Regions from separate parts of the Mus musculus genome. Here region 2 is linked to region 1. A link is a contact called in public HiChIP or PLAC-seq data. All regions are on one chromosome and are shown on one strand. The core of a region is the stretch at or near the end of the contact, and the rest is flanking DNA. Distances in the headings are between cores, read along the strand shown. Region 1 has its middle 200 kb from the start of Gm34306. Region 2 has its middle 51 kb from the start of Gm34353.

Region 1 (2,790 bases), core at 97-2,596:
ACTGAGATCAGAAAACCATTTCACCAATATTAAACTTATCTATTTATTACCTGTGGGGATGACACTGTTGTACTATGGAGCATGTGTGGAAGTTACCGAACAACTTTCAAGAACTGATTCTCTTTCTTCCAAGTGGGTTCCAGGGATAGACCTTGTAGTACGTGTGTTGGGGACCAACTGTAGTTCTGCAACCTCTGTTTCTTCCTTCAGGGTGTCCAGACACCACTGAGGCCTTCTCTGTGGATCTTAGTGCTACTGCTCAATGAAGCAGCTCTTTTACACAATCTTCAGTGGAACAATTGGGGTGCAGACACTTTACTTGGGGTTGACAAGGGCTATGTACTAACCTTGGAGACAGGAAGGAGTTTTTCAGGGTGAATGAAGTCATTGGCTTTGAGTTTAAAATGCTATGAATGCCTCATTTGTATGGAGAAGCATTTTAGGAATCTCAGATACTTGCTGGGCAGGTTCTTATCAGAATTGAAGAAGTTCAACTTGTGGGTTTGCCAAAGACATTCCTCAGGTAGAAAATAAGGGGTCAGGCTCACCAGATCAGGCAAAGAAGGGGAAACTCCGCTAGGAAGGGGACTCCTCTGTTTGTACTGACCTCAGAGGAGCTGTCTGGACATGGTAGACTAAAGCCTATTAGTGAGGGGCTACAAGAGCTCAGATCATCAGGTTTGATAGCAGGTGCCTTTATCTGCTTGAGTCACTTTGCCAGTCCATGGGAAACAATTTTATACCAAAGAGTGGAAATACATCTAGTCCAGTGGTTCTCAATCTTCCTAATGCTGCAACCCTTTAGTAAAATTCCTTGATGATGTTGTAGTAACCTCCAAACATAAAATTATTTTTGTTGCTACTTCATAATTGTAACTGTGCTACTGTTATGGAATGTAATATAAACATCTGTGTCTTCTGATGGTCTTCTGATGGCGACTCCTGTGAAAGGGTCATTCAACATTTCCAGGGGTCACAGGCTACCAGTTGAGAGTGACTGTTCTAGAGGAAGATGATGGATACTTGTCCCTTCCTTCTATTTACTTTAACCTTGGACCAATTTCCCCCAGACATTTAAATTCGTCATGAGTCCCACAGCAGAGTTTTATAGGAATTACTTTGTTAATAACATATAATTAAAATAACATAATTCCATCCTTCTTTTGGTCATTTATTCTGGCTAAAAGTTAACTTTGGAAATGAAAGACCAAAGCAAAAATGCGGTGGGAGTAGAGATAGGACTCAGGAGAAGTATGACAAACAATTAAGCACGTTATTACCGATGACACGTTCACGGTGGAGAGGATTATAAAGTGTGGTCTTTCTTATAAAGAGAGGTCCCTGGGGAGTCGGGAAAGAGATGACTTACAAGGCTGTGTGGTTAGCAAGGTCAAGAAGAAGGGGAGCACAGGAAGGAAATAAAAATGCTGCCTTCTCCACATTGTGCTTGACTTAAAAATGAAACGTTGCCGCCATCCATCTGTGACACTTCTTAGTTGTGTCATTCATGAAATAAAACCATGTTTATCATAAATAATAGACTTGGTGGTATAAATACAACCCGGATTATGCCATGAATTACGTGTTGAAACTGGTAATATGCTAGTTCATAGTGTGTAAGAACACTGACAGGCATTTGATTAGAAAAAAAAAAAGAAAGTACTATAAAAGATTATTAAGCATCGAGGTAGGTGTTATTCACTATCAGACCAGGAAATTCGATTTCAGCATGTCTCTTTACGGCAGAGTGTTCCATTTGTTTCACGGCTGCTTTGTGTATGAGTGCTGAGTTTCTCTCCCACAGGGGAAATGCATTTTCTTGAAGAAAATGTAAACTCCAGTATTGTGAATTCTAAAGCAGTAAAATGTGAGCAAAATCTTATGCAGAGAAATTAGGTAAAAAAATATTTCAATCCAACAATTATTTGTACAGTTGTGAGATGTGAAAGGATTTTTTAACCATGTGGAAATCATTAATAAATCAACATCATACTCTACAGACGTCTAACAGACTGAAACCAGCTATAAAGTCCAAGTGTTTAGAAATCTGTATTCATTTTAGCATATGCTAAAGGAGAAATCTGGCTTTCATACACAAAACTATGTCTGTTTATTGATATGAAAGCAACCAATGGCCTATGGAATGAATCTAAAAGCAAGCTTTCTGTGTAATGTCTTCCATTTTGTGCATTTGTATTAGCAGATAAGAAAATGCACTCCATATTTCTGGGTAGAGCAAACTCCATAACATCATCCCTGTGGCGTAACGAAGCATTTAGCTTTTAGCTCTGAGATTTAAGTACTTATAGATGTAGGCACTTGGCTACATGATATTGCTGTCTAAAATTCACTGTATGTGGCAGATTATGAATACTTTTCAAGGGTTTCTTAAATTCTTAATACTCTACCAATATTCAAAGTGATTATTTATTGGAGCTTATGCTTATACAAACAAGGCATGGCAAAGTGGTGTGCTTCACTTAGTCTCACAATAATAAGTCAACTCATATTAGACTCACAACTGAGGTAATACACTCAGTGAGCATGGCTTTACACAAGGACATGTAGTGGAGAGCCTAAGGTAAAGTAAAAATAATAAAGAATTCTTATCGATGTTTATGTTGGTATATAGTCTTCTGTCATCACTGACTTGGTGATTATTATTTCTATAATAAATTCAGTTGCTTTTTGGACAACACCATTGGCAAATACAGATTCTGTGATGTTTCCACTTTCTAATATCTTCTTAGAAGTTGAAAACTTTCCCCTTCTCTAGTAATTTTTAGCTTC
Region 2 (2,758 bases), core at 201-2,700, 470 kb after region 1:
GAGACTGCAAAGCACAGAGTAGCAAAATCAAGCAGGTTCCTTGAGGAGATGCTACCGCTGCCCTCCCTCTTACATAAGGGCAAAGAAACAGAGGCACATAGAAGATCAACCCCCAAAGTGGAGAGGCAGCAGCAAGGTCACAGAAGACCGGGATCGCAGTGCAAATGAACAGGGTGCCAGAGTGTTCTGCAGGGCTGAGTTAACGGAGCAAACACGAGCGTTGTTTTCAGTGTGGTATGTCCTCAACACTATTCTGGAGCTGTCACCAATTAATATTTTCTCACCTCATTTTCACTCATTTTTTGTTATTTTCTAAACTGTGGAGATATTTGAGCTGGAAAAAAGTCTAATGCTTGGATAGTTCTGAAAGGACTTGTCGGCCAGCCTGTTGAGGCAGAACTTCTGTTGGTCATCAGCCCAACAGAGTTAAACTGGGGGCTCCAGAGAGACAATAAACAACCCTAACACAGCATGAGACAGAACTGGGTTCTCCCCTGGAAGCAGTTATGGGGACACTCCCCCCTCCCCCCCAGAAGTCACACCATATTGGAAATTGTGGCACACAAAGAGACTTATGAACACTCGCTTCTCCAAAGCCTGCCTTGCCCTCGATTCTTATTTACTATTGTACTTTGACCCAAGTCACTCTCCTGCTTCTAAAACCACCCAGAGAGGACTCTCCATAGTCTTCCCTGTGCTCCACCTGCCATTCCATAGGTTCCTAAAGGTTTTGGCAAGGAAGGCTTGATAAAGTTTTAAAGTGTCAAGAGGCACATGACAAGAGACTGCTCTTGATGTAATCCTGAGACTGACAAATAAATGAGGTTGATATATATAACATTGCAAAATTTGTGTCAGAGAAGACGATCTAGTGTGGGAATCACACACACTGTCATGAACACATTTGCAAACACACTCACCGACATTCTTACGCACACCTGTGTTGACACACACACTCACACACATGCACACTCTTGCAGGCACACTCACACATAAACTTACACACTTCTAGTCACATACACTTACCCACACGTTTGTACTCACATACACAGAAGCACTCAGAACTCTTGCACACATACACACACTTGAACACATTTACACACACACACACACACACACACACACTTTGCAGGGAGGCTAGTATTGTATGTAATGACAGATAGGAGAGCTATGTGAGGAAACACTGGCCATAAGTGTCGCTCACTCTTGGGTGCCTCATGTCAGAGAGTGATCCAGCAGTAGGTTCCCATGAGACATAATTGGAAATGCCATGCTGGTCCTGTTTGGGAAGACTGTACAAAATTCAAGCTAAAGTGTTTCATCCCACAGGAATAATCTTAGTTTATTTTAGAGTGCCATTCCTGTCAGCAATATCAGTGACACAATATGCATGCACACCCGTAAAAAGCACCATACAAAGGAATACTTAGAAGCCCCACCCACCAGCAGAAGGAAACTATTGCAAAGGTTTTAGCGCACCCTGGTGGTCATTATGCTTTCTACATGGGGCGAGGAACAGCAAATATATCTGCGCAAAAAAAAAAAAAAAGTTTCATTACATGATTATCTCTGAGTATATTCGTACTATTCCGTGTCCTTTGAAATTAAGCTAGAAGCATAGACCAGTAGAATCAAATATTATTTCTAACATATTCATTCAGCCTTCAGTCAGCAGGAAATATATATTTCCAAAGTGTTCTTGACAAAAAGTCCAATCTTATTGTACTTATTGTGGACTTGAAAAGCTCCTTCCATAGAATTCATTTGAAAATTATTTGAAGTGATAATTTCATCTTGAAATTAAAAATGTGTTTTAAAGTATGTTAACATCTATTTAAATAACAAGACTCAAATCCAAATTTAAAAACTGAATAAGCATAATACTTTGTTTTGTTTACAGGTAACCCATGTACAGTAGGAAAAGTTTAAAATAATTATGCAATGTGCTCATCTTATATCTATGATCACATGCTAACAGGGCTGACGTTGTCTACTTGCTGTCTAGAATACTTATGCATAAACATTTATGCAACTTTATGTTTCATTAAAAAAAAACTTATTCTCAGAATGTGATAGAATAGCCAACATTTGTCATTATGTCCCAGATAATTGTTCTGCCTCCACCTAAGCTGAGATTGGAATCTTGCCTCCAGCTCAGTAACGACTCATTTCCTAGGGAAATTCAGAGATTTATTTTCTCCAACATTTTAGATTTTATAATTTAGTGAGGTCAGATTTGTTTAAAAATTTTTAACCATCTTCCAAGAACTCCTCTTCTCTCTCTCTAAAAAAAAATCCTCTATAGTCCCTGATGAAACCTGTGAGACAAGTATGTAAATAAACCCAGGGTCTCTGTGGTACATTTATCAGCCCTCAGCTGTGATCCCGGTGATCTTTAAGTGTCCTTTAATACAGGATTTTCAGAGATGAGATGATACTTTCATTTTTAATGAACACATCAGTGCTTCTTTTTGGGTTCATAATTCCAACTCAGGTATATATATATATATATACACACACGCGCGTGTGTGTACATATATGTATATGTACGTATATGTGTGTGTACATATACGTACATATATGTGTATATATCCATATATATGTATATGTACATATATGCATATATATACACACACCTGAGTTGGAATTATGAATATATATAATTTTTAAAATTAGATGTTTTTCTATTGAGATGGGATTAAAATATCTGCTGTACTGTGTGATGGGCTAGCTCAACATGAAAACTTTCCAATGTGCA

Evidence for each region. HiChIP or PLAC-seq counts read pairs in DNA pulled down with a chosen protein or histone mark.
Region 2: a RAD21 HiChIP or PLAC-seq map of pro-B cells shows a contact between it and region 1, with 8 times the contacts expected there. The contact joins two enhancer-like sites. A contact is called at or near these places in 2 of 15 datasets of contacts at CTCF or cohesin (large pre-B cells and pro-B cells), 15 of 484 Hi-C or Micro-C datasets (B cells, adipose-derived mesenchymal stem cells, bone marrow-derived macrophages and 6 more), 2 of 115 datasets of contacts at active chromatin or transcription factors (embryonic stem cells and fibro-adipogenic progenitors) and 1 of 9 other capture datasets (embryonic stem cells).

Annotation. Positions count from the first base shown.
Region 1 is chr1:137,568,410-137,571,199 of GRCm38.p6, forward strand. No RefSeq gene overlaps it. Among named protein-coding and RNA genes, the nearest start is that of Gm34306, 200 kb to the right of the region's middle. Within about 2 kb of position 1,347, at least 8 of the 459 cell types and tissues checked have an H3K27ac peak or open chromatin away from gene starts, as enhancers often do. A contact at or near this core is called in pro-B cells, where this site is marked.
Region 2 is chr1:138,043,276-138,046,033 of GRCm38.p6, forward strand. No RefSeq gene overlaps it. Among named protein-coding and RNA genes, the nearest start is that of Gm34353, 51 kb to the left of the region's middle. Within about 2 kb of position 1,451, at least 18 of the 459 cell types and tissues checked have an H3K27ac peak or open chromatin away from gene starts, as enhancers often do. A contact at or near this core is called in pro-B cells, where this site is marked.